Linked DNA regions of Mus musculus: all the other regions are linked to region 4. The links are chromatin contacts, called in public ChIA-PET, HiCAR-type and promoter capture Hi-C maps. All regions are on one chromosome and are shown on one strand. The core of a region is the stretch at or near the end of the contact, and the rest is flanking DNA. Distances in the headings are between cores, read along the strand shown. Region 1 holds the start of Cnr1 (cannabinoid receptor 1 (brain)). Region 2 overlaps Mdn1 (midasin AAA ATPase 1). Region 3 holds the start of Bach2os (BTB and CNC homology 2, opposite strand). Region 4 holds the start of Rngtt (RNA guanylyltransferase and 5'-phosphatase). Region 5 has its middle 81 kb from the start of Gm33286.

Region 1 (2,700 bases), core at 64-2,563, 610 kb after region 4:
TCTCCTCCCCGAATTCTGCAGCTTCCTCTACCCTCTATGTTGCTTCTTCCTTTAGGCTCACCCTCTGGGATCCTTGTCACCAGATTCAAAATAGGGGCCAGATACACTGAGCGTTTGGCTCTGGGTGGGGGGTAGGACGTCAGGGAGAATTGGTAAAAAGAGGCCTTGTAGGAAGCTGTTTGGGCTAGACGTCCTCGACTCTGAGCAAGGCTTAAAACGAATGCCAAGCTGCTACCTTGAGGGCCTAGGAACCTAACGTTGTGCCTACAGCTGGGCCCCTGGACCTGACTTGATGTGGCTCTGTCAGGTGGAAACCTTACGACTCGACTGGACCCAACTCTCCAGGGAGAACGAGGTCTAAAACGCAATTCAGCTGTAGCCACAACCGCCTGGTCCCCGGGGCCCGGGCGGAGAATGGCCCCCTCGGCTGAAGCTGCGGGCTGACGCTCGTGTATAGGGTTGCAATTCGCCGTGATAAATGTAAAGACCAATTAAGGTTTGATCCGTGCACACAAGAGGCAGACGGCGGAGTGGAACCAATTAACGAGCATGTCCCCTAATTCCTGCGGCGGCGGCCGGGCGCACCGCCGGTCCCCAGGCTCCCGCCCAACAAGAGCCCCCGCCCGCCGCGGATGCATCTCCCCGCGAGCAGGAGGTGCGGGGAGCGCCAGGGCTGGGGAGGGGGCGCCGGGCGCCCACAGAGCCGAGCTCGTGCGGCCACGGCTGGAGGCTGGGCGCGCCCGGGTGGTCGCGCGGGCCAGCGCGGGAGGCGCCCAGGCGACGCCGTCCGCCCCGAGGGCGGAGGGCTGGTGGCCGCGGCCAGGTAGCTGAGGACTGGAGGCGGCGCAGAGGGGAGGGTCGGGCGGAGACCTCACTTGGCCGGCCTTCCTGCCGCCCTGTTTCCGGATCCCGACCGCCCGGCGCGTGACCTCCAGTGAGGTCCTGGCAATGAGCAGCGCTGGTGATTAACGGCCCCGAGGTCGCGGGCAGTGAGGCACGCGTCCCCTTTGGCCACGCCAGGGTGGGAGGGCGCCAGGGAGCAGAGCAGGGTGAGGCCGCGGGGTCGTTGGTGGCAAAGAGTGAGGATGACACAGTGGGCGCCGAGCGCCAGGGCCGTCCCTCCTAGCCCCCGGGCCAGCGCCGCGGCGGGTACCGCGCAGCAAAGTTTGGAGCCGCGGGCGCCGCGCGCCGGTCCCTCCCCGCGCAGATCCCTTGGCGGAGTCTCTGCTGCCGCCGCTGCCAGGGCAGGACAAAGGCTCATTAACACGTGATGGGACCACGCTTCATAAATGGGACTGGAGCGAGAGCGAGCCAGAGACAGCGCGCGAGCTGAGGGAGAGGCAGGGACCTCAAGCAGGGCGCGGCGACGGGCGCTCGGGGTGGCCCAAGCGGGCGGCCCCAGGCCGGCCAGCGCGGTCAGTGGGACGCCGGGGAGAGCCGGAGAACGAAGCGGGCCTGTCCGAGCCCAGGGGAGCCAGTCCCAGGGGCCGTGGCGCACGGGTGCTAGAGGCCGGGGACGCGGGCGCGCAGACCGACTGACTTACTGACCGATCGCCGCGGGCACGCCCCGCTCCACCCCGCCCCACCGCGCCCCGCGCCGCCTCCCCTGCTCGCTCGCTGCCTCTACCTTCTCCACTTCTTTTCCGCCTCCGCCTCCTTCTGGCTCCCCTGGCGCCAGAGCCTCCCCCTGGCTCAGGCGGGAGCCTGGGCTGTCTGCAGAGCTCTCATAGAGTCTGGGGGCAAATTTCCTTGTAGCAGAGAGCCAGCCCCTTGGCTGGGCGACAGGTGCCGAGGGAGCTTCTGGCCCGTGGACCGGGGGATGCGAAGGGTAAGACCTGGCACAGTGGCGTTTGGGAATAGCTTTTCCGCCTCCCGCCCCCTCGGTACTGGCCAGTGGTCCCCTGGTGTCCTACGCGGAGTTCTTGCTCCGTGTTCCAGGAGAGCAAATCGTGCTAATATGGTGTTTACTTAGCTGTATAGTCCCAGCTTGTTACCTGTGGTCTAAGCTACTTCTGGAGGCTTCTACCATTTACAATTTACTGGATATGCACCTAGCTCTGCATACACTGATGTCTGTTTGTAGAAAATGTGTAATTGTGCATGTTTGGAAAACAGGCACTTGAGTTGATGCTTGACGTCTTTTAGCCTTATCAGAAACTAAGTCTTCCAGAGTCTCTGCACCACATGTAGAAAACGACTCAATTAAATACTAAATGTCATGTAAAGAAATCTATGTTAAATAAGGAACTTCTGATACAGAGCGATAGCTACAGCAGCCATCTCTGTTTAAGGAAAAACTAATATATATAGTATTGATACCTGTGATTGACTGTTATAGGAACATGAAACTAAGAGCTGGCACCAGACGAATGAAGTTGATGCTTTATTTTAAAAGGATGTTTCTTGGTTAAGGCTTACAAGTCACAAATGGAGCATTTCCTGAATGCAAATGTTTGCTATGATAGATGTGAGAAACTGTTGTTTGGTCATTTCAAAGTTTAAAGCAACATGCGTGTTTTTAATTGTAGTACATGGTTTATCTCTCAAAGGTTTCAAAGAGGTGAGAAAAAAATTTAATAACCTATCTATGAAAAAACCTATTTCCTATCTTTTAAATTTTTCTTCCAAATAGGAGCTACTAGCTCTTCCTGCCTTTGTTTATTTCTTGGCATATTAAATCTCCTTGGACATTTAATCTAA
Region 2 (2,700 bases), core at 8-2,507, 540 kb before region 4:
TGGGCCACCACTTACATAGCTTTTCCTTCTTAGCCCATTTTAAAAGATATCAGTGAGCTGAGACAAGAGATGGAAAGGCAGCTGGAGACATGGCAGGCGCACGACTATGGGAATGCAGAAGAAGTAAGTCAAAGTTGTTGGGGTTTGTTTTTCTTTTCCACAAAATAACTTGCCTGTTTTTGTAAGTCAGTAGGTTCTTAGCCACAGTTCCCTTTGTAAAAGGCTGATGGAGACTATACTGAGAACTTTCCCTAAGCGGGATATGCACTGATTCTGCCACCACATCTAGAGTCTCACTAAAACAGACAGACATACTTGGTTCCTTTAACTTGTATAGCTGGCTTTGTAAGGAAGCCAGGCAAAAGTTCATGCTCTGTAGTCTTGAATGGTCTTCAGGTCCTTGCTGGCTATGTGGAGTGTATTTTAATGATTTAACCTCTAAATATACGGTGTATATGCATGCCTATATTCTGTGTTTATTACCGTTCTCCCTACCACGCATGTGTTCGTGCTCAGCTGTAGTCAGTATGAAGCCTTTGTGTGTGTGGATCCCTGCTGTTGAGGGGGATTTGTGTACACTGTCACTCTCCCTCTTGAAAACTAATGAGCGCGCTCAGGTACTTGAGCTTTGCCCAGAGTTCACATTCCCATGCCGCTGTGCAAAGTATCAGGTCCAGTTCTTAAACTGGCAGGAGCAAACTGTTGAGTGAATTCCCATTGTTAACTGCCCCTTGCAACTGTATATTATGGAATTGGGGGGGGGGGGCAGTGGATTTTATTTAGTTGGATTGCTGCTTGCTGAGAAAAGCTTTTAAAGTGTTTTGCTGAGAAGGCTTGTACAAGTTCTTTTCTGCTTCAGCATTCTAATAGTAATTTCTATTTTGCTGTCCTAGGAGAAGGCTGCAGCTGAGATGTGGCAGAATTACCTAGTCTTAACTGCATCTCTTTCACAACAGCTGTGTGAGCAGCTTCGTCTCCTACTAGAACCTACACAGGCAGCCAAACTAAGGTAAGTCTTCCCTGCTTGAGGCTTCTGGGTTGCTGTTTCTGCTCTCTGGGCACTATTGTGTCTGCTACGGTCCCCCATTAGCTGTAAGTAGGAACTCTGTGTGTGTGTGTGTGTGTGTGTGTGTGTGTGTGTGTGTGCGCGCGCGCGCGTGTGTGTGAGATGAGGAAGTACTACATGAAGGTGGCTTACATTCTGCTGTGTGGGAACAGCCACAGATGTGGTACTGTTTCCTGTGCTTATGGCGTGTTACTCAACTAGGGTCAGAACCACAACGATTTGGTCAGAGTCGTGGTTGAGAACAGAAAAGGGAAAGCATATGAGGCTTTGTGTATTTAATACAGAAAAAATTACTCTGTAATTCTGTAGATGTGTTTTAGCTATTCTGGAAAAGCTTAGTTATTACAGTCAGATCTGAGGTGCTCTGGCTGACAGAAGGTGCTAATTACAGTCTGCATTGGATGTCATCATTTTGCCAGGAATAGTTTCCTGACCCTGGCTTTTAATTAATTATTAAGTTTTTAATAATGTGATTTTGTCTTAAAATTCTGAGGCATGAGCCTGTGTTCATCTTTGCTCCCATTGGTTCCTGTAACAGAGGAGACTATCGAACAGGGAAACGACTGAACATGCGGAAGATCATTCCATACATTGCCAGTCAGTTTCGAAAAGACAGGATTTGGCTTCGTAGGACCAAGCCCAGTAAACGGCAGTATCAGATTTGTCTGGCTATCGATGACTCCTCAAGCATGGTAGACAACCACACCAAGCAGGTAAGGGGAGAAGCAGCAGGCTCGGGTCCTCGGGCTGGCTCAGTAGAGCTGGCAGGAAGGATTGATGGCTCCATCCAGAAAGGGGGTTTAACATTGCATGTCATGGCATTCCTGAAACTGGTTTCTAGGGGGTGCTGGGTTTTTTTTTTTTTTTACAGTGATTTTTATTTGGCATAAGCCAGCAGCTGACCTCTCCTGGAAGAGGCTAGAATGCGCCCTGAGTCCAGTTCACATTCCATCTCCCCATAACTTTGGACAGCTTATTTATTGTCAGTTTCACTTTTTTTTTTTTTTTTTTTTTTTTTGTTTTTTCGAGACAGGGTTTCTCTGTATAGCCCTGGCTGTCTTGAAACTCATTTTGTAGACCAGGCTGGCCTCAAACTCAGAAATCCACCTGCCTCTGCCTCCCAAGTGCTGGGATTAAAGGTGTACGCCACCACACCCGGCTTTCACTTTCTTTTAAAAAAAAAAAAAAAGAGGATTATAACAGTACTTACCTCAGTGATGAAGACTAAATTAAATATAAATTAAATATAAAATACCTAGGTTAATGCTTTTTTTAAACCAATTTGTTCTAAAACTGCTGTCATTTATGCAAATGGTAGTAAAAATTTTCTTATAATTTTCTCACAGTTCAGCATGCCCCTCATATGTGGGCACTATGTTGGGTTGATTTACTGATATAGATGATAAAAGAATTGTTTAAATCAATTCTGACCCAGAAATTGGAAAGTATTAAAAAATGAAGAGGAATTTGTTTTTAAAACCAAGTTTGTGGTTTTGTTTTTTGGTTTGGGGGGTTGGTTGTTTGTTTTTCATTGCATTCATTCCCTTGTCTTTTCTACAGACAGCCTAATAATACTGATAGACTTGTTTAAAGACAGAGGTTTGATCTGAGGAATGAAAAAATCTAAGAAAATT
Region 3 (2,700 bases), core at 39-2,538, 740 kb before region 4:
CAGGCTATTCGGACAGGTGGGGGCGAGAGTTAGCAGAATGTTTCATTGTGTCATATTGTCTACTCTGTGCTGTCTCTGGGGACCCAGAGAGTAAACACCTCTGATGAGAAGTACCGTCTGGAAGGATATGTTAGGCAGGAGCACTGACTCAAACAGCAAGCTGTACAAGCTTGTGTACGTTGTATTAATCTCCTGGAGGAAAGAGCAGAGGCGTGAGCTTTCTCGCAGCTGGTCGGCTTTCCAAGACGTTGTCACATTACCTAGTTTTCAGCCCTGTGTGGGGTACATGGATGCACACAAAAGCTTGTGAAAATATTCCTCTGGAAAGGCCCAGGGCTGCCCCTCATCTCCAGGAATGCCCGCCCGTTGCCTTGGAAACAGCCGAGGGCTGAGGTTGAGCCTCCGCATCCCTTGAGGAACAAGGCAGGTGCTCCCACCTGCTGGTCAGTGTAAGTTCCTCCTTGCTGTGTGGCTAGCAGATCTACAAACAGAACCCAGCACAAGAGTGAGGGCTCCCTTCCCCCTGAGAGAGAAGAAGATGTATGGCTGACTGTTTTCTTCTCCACTGACCGTCTTTAAAAACGAAGCCCGATTGCAACAATCCCTGATGAAATTCCATGTGTGGTTTGCTTTTGCTCCAAGGACTTTGACACTGCCATTGTTGATTTTCCCTTTCCCCCGCCAACCTTCCATCCTGTCTACCTGGTCTGTGTTTGCTGTCTAGATGGCTTTAAATACAGTAGCGCTCGGTGCGGAAGCCCTTTAGACTTTCCTTGTGATCTGCTCTGTGGCATGTTTTCTTTCTGCAAGTAAGCAAATACAGTCTGGAGCTGAAGTAAGATGGCTCTGCTGTCAGTGGAAATAGAAGTCCCCTGAGCCCCAAGGGTGCACAGCTTTTGTGATGCCCAGGTGCTATGTCTCCAACTGACGACCTGTGTGCTGCTGGGGCACCATCTAGGATCTGAGTGTCTGTTATCCAAAGCTTGGAAAATGGAGATAAACAGTGCACTGTATCATTGGAAGCCTAGGAGAAACAGCCCCACAGGCAAAGGCCTTTCCAACAGCCTGCAAAGGAGCCATTTGTCCTGCCTGCACTCACCACATGGGAGGCATAGTAAGTGCCACATGGAGTAAGTGCACAGCTAGGAAGTAACCCGACAGAATTTTCACCCGGCCCTAGGAAAGGCAAATGATTCTTTAGTGTGCTTACCTTTGTGCATGGTGATCAACTGGGCACAAATACCAGGACTGAGCCTCATGACTATCTGATGCAACCAACAGATAACTCCCAGATTCAGGGCAGACTAGCCATACCCTTGACCTCTTAAAGAACACAGACTCAACACTCCACCCTCTGAATCCTAACAGGAAGTTGCTTTCTTCACCAATAAACCCAGGCCCACATGCTTTCTCCAGTGACTCTTTTTCCTGAGAGATCTGTAAGATTCCTGGGCACGTCCTACACATGTCTAGCAAGCCTTTTGTGGGGACCCATCTGAATTGTGGAACAATACTGGAACAATAAAATGTGCTTTAGATTTTAATTTTTCATCATTGAATTTTTTGTAAATAACTTGTATAGATTACATTAGAAATATTTTATACACTGGGATAAATGACATGTTCTTAAAATGAAACTCACCTGGATTGTTTTGTTTTGTTTTGTTTTTACTTTATTTAATGTGGCCGCTTTCAATTTTTTGGTTTCTTGCAGGGGTGGGGGTGTTGGTTGAGTTTTTCTGAAACAAGCTCTCGGTATTTAACCTTGGCTAGGCTCAAACTCAGAGATCCACCTGCCTCTGCCTCTCAAGTGCTGGGATTAAAGGTGTAACACAACACACCTGACTGACATACACTTGTAAGTTTAGCCTCTCTGACTGGTGTTAGTATTAAAGGTTAGCCTAGCACATGACATTTAGGCTTACATTGCCATCTGCTGGCCAAGCCAAGAAATTGAATATGAGAAAAAAACCTAAGCAACCTGAGCTGGGTCTAATAGCCTGGGCTGGCCTGGAACTCCACAGGCCTCTGAGGGTGGCCTTAATCTTCCTGCCTCCACCTCCTCCCAAGTGCTAAGATTGCTGAGGTCATAACTGTGCAGGAGTTGCAGAAACAGATGTAACTGCAGAAGTTCCCAAACCATCAGCACCGCCTTAGCAAGGAAGGGCAGAGAGAAGCTGTTAAAAGTCACAGACCTGGGGCTGGAGAGATGGCTCAGTGGTTAAGAGCGCCAGCTGCTCTTCCGGAGGTCCTGAGTTCAATTCCCAGCACCCACACAGTGGTTCTCAACCATCTGTAATGGTATCTGAAGTCCTCTTCTGATGTGTCTAAAGACAGTGACAGTGTACTCAAATATATAAAATAAATAAATCATTTTTTAAAAATGTCACCGACCTGAACTCCAAACCCCATGGAGACTGACAAGGCCCTAGAGAGAGAGAGAGCCTGGGCTTGCTCTCAGCTTCTGCATCAGACACAAAGTCAATGTTTTCACACAAAACAATTAGGGTCTTCAGTAGCCCATGCTGGCCTTAAACTCAGTTTGTCAGTTTGTAGCTAAGGATGACCTTGAATTCCTAATTTCCATACCTTCACTTCTTGTGTTTATAGATGAGGACCACTCCCTGCATCAGGTCTCCATAGTTGCCGTTCTTACAAAATAATACATACTAAAATTAAACAACAGAGAAGACACCTCCA
Region 4 (2,700 bases), core at 52-2,551:
CATTTAATTGTAGCTGACTTACAGGTTCAGATGTTCAGTCCATTATCATAAAGGCATGAAACATGGCAGTATCCAGGCAAACATGGTGCTGGAGAAAGCTGAGAGTTCTATGTCTTGATCCAACTGCGGCTAGGAGGAGACTGTCTCTGCCAGACTTGATCATGTGCGAGCGTGCGTGCGTGCGCGCACGCGTGCACACACACACACACACACACACACACGCACGCACACACACAGAGACCTCAAAGCCCACCCCACAGTGACACACTTCCTCTAACAAGGCTACACCTCCTCCAATAAGGCCATACTTAACAGTGCCCCTTCCCATGGGCAAAGCACAGTCAAACCACCACAATTAGCAATCAAGAAAATGCCCAATAGACAGGGCCACAGGTCAATTAGGTCCTCAATCGAGGTTTCCTCTTCTCAGGCATGTCAAGTTGATGACTGAAGGGATTATAAGGAAGAACCAGCTTGCTCCTAGTGGCCCACAACCAAGCTTATAGCTACAGCTTTTCATATGGTGTTTTAAATCTCAAGAATGGGCGAAGCCGGGTGTGGTGGCGCAAGCCTTTGATCCCAGCACTCGGGAGGCAGAGGCAGGTGGATTTCTGAGTTCGAGGCCAGCCTGGTCTACAAAGTGAGTTCCAGGACAGCCAGGACTATACAGAGAAACCTTGTCTCGAAAAACCAAAAAAAAAAAAAAAAAAAAAAAAAAAAAAAAGGTGAAAACCAGCAATAAACAAAACAAACAAACACCACATCAAAACCATCTGCTCCAGAAATGATAGTCTTAAGGCTTCTGGAACTAATTTTTGATGTTTTATGGGTCGTCGGAAGCACGTCCCCTACACTTCGCCAAAAAAAGAAAACTCATTTATAATAACCTAGACTCTGGTTTTCCGGACTTTTTGATGCAGGTAAAGGGAGGATTCTCAAATGACCCAGATCCAGCAGAGACATCAAATTTGAGCTATGATTAACGGAAAAGCACTTTTTCACCTGTGAAATACCCTTCTGAATGTAGCAGGTCAGTCCACAGGTGGAAAGAAGCTTGGATTCCTTCTACTTTGGGGGTTTCTCCGGTTTAGATGGAAAAAAAGAGACACCAGTCATTAGAGTACTCACAAAGGCAAAACAGGGGCGGGGCGTGGCAGAGGCCGGCGCCCTGAGATACAGGGGCGGGGCTGAAGGGGGCGGGCCAGGTGGAACCGCCTATCTAGTTCTCAGCAGCTTCCCCTCCCTCACTTGGGCGGGGCTTCCATTTCGCCTGACCTCGGAAGAAAGGGGGCGGGCCCTTTGGGGCGGAAGTCGCAGTGCATTGTGGGTTCGCCGGGAGCCGCGGAGTCGAACCTGAATGAAAGTGGCGCGCCGCTGAGGACCCGGGTAGAGCTGCTGCCGTTGGGGTCCGGGCTGGTTTGCTGTGGAGCTATCGGCGAGGCGGCACAGACATGGCTTACAACAAGATCCCGCCGCGGTGGCTGAACTGTCCGCGGCGCGGTCAGCCGGTGGCAGGTACCCGGGAGGGGGCTGCGGGAGGGTTCGAATCTCACTGCGCCGGCCGGGCCTGGGGGACCGCGCGCTTGGTGGTCGCCAGTCGGGACTCCCGCAAGGCGGAGGAGTGAGGACCGGAGGTGGACCAGACGCTTCTAGAGCTTAAAGTTTGTGAACCTCTTTGTGATATTTTGGAGACTGGGTCTCGCTGTCTTGGCGAGACTTGTTTTCGGAAAGAGAGTAGCTGGGTGTGAGCCTGGAAATTGAAGGAAAGCTTAAAGAGACGCGAGGCTGGATAGCGGGGGACTTTTGGTTTTGTTATTAAAAATTGACTTTTTGCGGAATGTTGCCATCTTGAGTTTGACGTATAGTGGACTCATCCCCGAACTTGCGAGCTGGGATTATAGGCTCGGGTCACTGCTTGGCTAAAAGAACAGTGACTTCAAAGTGTACAGTTTGATAGTTTTGGACCACACACATGTATTCCAGGGAATACACATGAAATAACGGAGGCACAGTTCTCTGAATCCGTGGAGACATCGCACATGGTAACTTTAAAGGACCAGGCTCCACAGTTACCAGCAACCGGGTTAGATAGCAATTAGGAACTTTGTCTGCTGGACCTAGAAGCCAAAAACATTTTTGTGATTAAAATTGAGGAAGGAATACAAGTTCTGTTTTCACAGGATTTACTCAGCTATAGAGTAATTATCGGGCAGGTGTTTGCAAAGATCTGCTAAGTCTCCTTATCGGAGTTATGAGACATAAGCGTTTCCTTTCTCTCTTTTTAGCTATCTGAACACCAGGCAAAATACAGTGAGCTGTGGCTCCCTATTGAGGAGCTAGCTGGTACCCACACTCTCTTAGAAGCCCACACCCTTGCTTTCTGGTTGTCTTTATTCTGAGTGACTCTCTTTTTCTTTTCTTTCTTTCTTTTTTCTTTTTTTTTTTTTTGTTTTGTTTTGTATTTTTTCGACACAGGGTTTCTCTGTATAGCCCTGGCTGTCCTGGAGCTCACTTTGTAGACCAGGCTGGCCTCGAACTCAGAAATCCGCCTGCCTCTGCCTACCGAGTGCTGGGATTAAAGGCGTGTACCACGCCCGGCTTTTTCTTAACTCTTGAGCTAAAACCTGTATATTAAAACTGTAACTTTTTGTTTTAAAGCTGTGCTGGGTAACACAAAGCAGGAAGTTTTAGGATGGAGCT
Region 5 (2,700 bases), core at 105-2,604, 920 kb after region 4:
TTCTGTACCCACTATACAACTTGCCTACCTGTTATAGAATACTCACAGACAGCTTGAGTGATTGCTTGGCAGATTTCAAATGATGTTGGATAACACTCCTTCAGACAGAAAGGCAGAAAGCTGAAGTTTGTTCCTGACTCTACAGCTAGTGAGCCAGCCCTCCCTGTATTTCTGCTTCCTTGTTTTTAAAATGAAGGTGATAAGGTTACCAAGGGTCTGGGATCTTAAATAAAAGGCTAGATTAGAAGCTTGGGTATTATTTTCAATATTTCAGTAAGCCACCGCAAATTCTACATTGCATACCAGTTTTCATCTTATCACTTTATTTCCTATTATTAGTGGTTGGCAGTCGGTAGAACCAAAAGGAAATCTCAGTAGTGAAAGAGGTTAAGACATTTCAATAAGATTCTATGGCTCTCCTTGCTCTGCGTTTATGGTTCAGCTGTTTTAGGAAAGATCATAGTAAAGAATTTGGAGTTTGGCTAATCTGAGTTCAAATACTATCTTCACAACCTGCTAACTGGTACACTGAGCAAGGCACACTCATTCCTTCACATGGGAGTATTAATGATGTTCATTGCATAGATTTGTAATAAGGATGAATACATTGTATGTGGGAATCCTTTACCAGCCATGCTGCAGTTGTTAAGTCAGTGAGTAACAAGGAACGTGATGGAGAGAGAAACAACACTGAGAACTAGTCCAAGATGCAAGAAATGTTCCTCTCAGGATTTAGGCAACCTGCAGACTGGGGACAGTTCACAGCCGGCTCATGTTTGGGGAATAGCCTTTCAGCTTCAGAACACACTGCGTCTTCTGCTGTCTGTCAGTGTGGTGCAGCCTGCCACAGAGTGTGGCTCTCTGTGGGGGAGCACAGATGCTCCCCAAGGCCTGCTTTCTCCGTGTTTCTGTGCATCTGGATCATCCAGAAGCCTTTGCTAACATAGATGCCAATTCCCAGGGCCAGCTGCCAGATATTCTGGCTGAGTAGTTCAGGAAACCACATTTCTGCATTTTTAACAAGTCCACAAAAACTCTCTGCTCTAAGGGAATTAATCTAGAAGAAAAACCCAAAGCCCAATAGACAGGCAGATGGTGAGGTGATGGGGACATTTACAGTGACTGTTGGGGTCATTGTGTTGAGAAAGGCATGTTTATGTGTGAGCGTGTGTGTGTGTGTGTGTGTGTGTGTGTGTGTGTGTGTGTGTGTGTGTGTAAGATAAAGACAGACAGAGTCAGACAGAGTCAGACAGAGACAGAGACAAATGAGACAGTTCAACAAGAATCAGATAGCAGGCAATACATACGAGGAGGTCAGGAATGCTTGCTGGCTATGCATGTGGCCCGACTGTGGAGATGAGTCATGGAATGAGTATGCCTGTCCTTAGAGGAAGTCAGTGTTCCCTTCCTAGGTAGGAGATGACCAAAGCCCCTTTTCTTTGCAGGAGCCTAGGGATGGAGATAATCACACAAACAGCTTGTATCCCCATCTGGACAACCCAGAGATGAGAACTCAGCCACCATGAGGGCCCAGCTTGGAGTTCCTTGCAGGCTGCCAGTGCTTCTGCACTAATATTTTTCTTCCATTTCTTCATTACTGTCAACCCAAGTAGAGTCACTCGCCCATTACTGTAATGTTCAGGATACTGAGGGTGCTGTCGATAATTGTGGCAGTGGCACTGTTCCCAAACCTACCACATGGCATCTGGACCACAACCTAAAGAAGAGAAATTTCATCCAGTTGGAGGCAGCTATTTTCAAAAACCTTGCTCCGGAGTCCTTTCCCTTGTTTTGTCCGTTCTTGCCAAACTGCTGCTGATTCAAACTCTCCTCTGACAATGGCATGCCACCATCGTGAGCAAGACAAATACTTGATGCTTTGGCTGATTCTGCTTTGTCTGGCATAGACCTCATTTGCCCTCCTAAAACATTTTGTTGCAATTACTGTGAATGTGGGTAATGCTAAGAAAGAATAGCGCTTCCCCCCTAGATACTACACATTAGAGTTCTATATTCCTCATATCCACTTCTCTGAGCCACACTTGGGAAGGAAATGTCCCCGAATTGAAATAGAAAAGGAGTATTATGACTTCTTAACCTATTCTCATACTGAGTCCTTATCTGAAATTGAATCCAACTTAAGAATCTTAACTATCAACAAAGAAACTCAGGGATAAGTGTTACTAATTCTCCATCCAAAGTCCCATTTCCATTTGCAGCTACATTGGAATAAAGCCATTATCAGTTTATGTCCAGACGGACAGTGCTCTGCATTACATAAAAGTGTGGCTCACATGGCAAGGATGGCATCTTCTCAAATCCTGCTTCCTCTCTGGCTTTCACATGAAACCCCTATTTTGCCCATCTCTGACTTGTTCATTTGCCCAGGAGGCAGAGTTGCTAATCGGCTGCCTATTGCCTGAGTAAGGTGACCCCACTGGAAAGTAATGGACTGCTGTAAACGCCATGTCTTAACCGTGTGCAGCTGAGGATCGGCTGGCTGGCTGCCAGGGGCTGTTCTGGTACTCCTTCCCACTTCCTCTTCTTCTTCTTCCAAACTCAGGTATGGACCAAGACAATCAGGACCTCCGCCATTAGCAAGAAGTATTTTTGCTCCCCTGTGTCCTTAAACCTAATACAATGTTCCAATTCAATAAGCAAAGGCACCTTGAAAGAGGAAGAAAGGGTGATAATGTTACA

The links. Promoter capture Hi-C pulls out the DNA fragments that hold promoters and counts their contacts. ChIA-PET counts read pairs in DNA pulled down with a chosen protein or histone mark. HiCAR-type assays count read pairs that join an accessible place to other places.
Region 1: a contact with region 4 is called in a HiCAR-type map of astrocytes, with 3 times the contacts expected there. The contact joins the promoter of Cnr1 here to the promoter of Rngtt in region 4. A contact is called at or near these places in 4 of 115 datasets of contacts at active chromatin or transcription factors (astrocytes, embryonic forebrain, forebrain and 1 more).
Region 2: a contact with region 4 is called in an RNA polymerase II ChIA-PET map of memory CD8 T cells, with 4 times the contacts expected there. The contact joins the enhancer-like site here to the promoter of Rngtt in region 4. A contact is called at or near these places in 11 of 39 promoter capture datasets (the 3T3-L1 cell line, the C10 cell line, the HPC-7 cell line and 6 more), 3 of 484 Hi-C or Micro-C datasets (cerebral cortex and embryonic stem cells), 5 of 115 datasets of contacts at active chromatin or transcription factors (bone marrow-derived macrophages, embryonic basal ganglia, embryonic limb bud and 1 more) and 1 of 9 other capture datasets (pancreatic islet).
Region 3: a contact with region 4 is called in a promoter capture Hi-C map of neutrophils. The contact joins the promoter of Bach2os here to the promoter of Rngtt in region 4. A contact is called at or near these places in 7 of 39 promoter capture datasets (the 3T3-L1 cell line, 3T3-L1-derived adipocytes, the HPC-7 cell line and 4 more), 2 of 15 datasets of contacts at CTCF or cohesin (embryonic stem cells and stem cell-derived epiblast-like cells), 25 of 484 Hi-C or Micro-C datasets (the AtT-20 cell line, B cells, the Ba/F3 cell line and 11 more) and 3 of 115 datasets of contacts at active chromatin or transcription factors (effector CD8 T cells, embryonic stem cells and memory CD8 T cells).
Region 5: a contact with region 4 is called in a promoter capture Hi-C map of hippocampal neurons, with 5 times the contacts expected there. The contact joins the enhancer-like site here to the promoter of Rngtt in region 4. A contact is called at or near these places in 10 of 39 promoter capture datasets (the 3T3-L1 cell line, the HPC-7 cell line, cranial neural crest and 5 more) and 3 of 115 datasets of contacts at active chromatin or transcription factors (embryonic forebrain, embryonic midbrain and large pre-B cells).

Annotation. Positions count from the first base shown.
Region 1 is chr4:33,923,331-33,926,030 of GRCm38.p6, forward strand. Cnr1 (cannabinoid receptor 1 (brain)) reads left to right here and starts at 1,314. Exons shown (of 2, transcript NM_007726.5): 1 at 1,314-1,828.
Region 2 is chr4:32,767,049-32,769,748 of GRCm38.p6, forward strand. It overlaps Mdn1 (midasin AAA ATPase 1), which reads left to right. Exons shown (of 102, transcript NM_001081392.1): 95 at 34-123; 96 at 894-1,009; 97 at 1,605-1,779. Among named protein-coding and RNA genes, the nearest start is that of Lyrm2, 32 kb to the right of the region's middle. Within about 2 kb of position 1,258, at least 70 of the 459 cell types and tissues checked have an H3K27ac peak or open chromatin away from gene starts, as enhancers often do. A contact at or near this core is called in the HPC-7 cell line, memory CD8 T cells and neutrophils, where this site is marked.
Region 3 is chr4:32,570,374-32,573,073 of GRCm38.p6, forward strand. Bach2os (BTB and CNC homology 2, opposite strand) reads right to left here and starts at 1,289. Exons shown (of 5, transcript NR_026843.1): 1 at 1,211-1,289. The region is part of intron 3 of Bach2 (BTB and CNC homology, basic leucine zipper transcription factor 2); the gene reads left to right.
Region 4 is chr4:33,309,010-33,311,709 of GRCm38.p6, forward strand. It overlaps Rngtt (RNA guanylyltransferase and 5'-phosphatase), which reads left to right and starts at 1,302. Exons shown (of 16, transcript NM_011884.3): 1 at 1,302-1,515. The coding sequence starts at 1,452.
Region 5 is chr4:34,225,312-34,228,011 of GRCm38.p6, forward strand. No RefSeq gene overlaps it. Among named protein-coding and RNA genes, the nearest start is that of Gm33286, 81 kb to the right of the region's middle. Within about 2 kb of position 1,355, at least 60 of the 459 cell types and tissues checked have an H3K27ac peak or open chromatin away from gene starts, as enhancers often do. A contact at or near this core is called in hippocampal neurons, where this site is marked.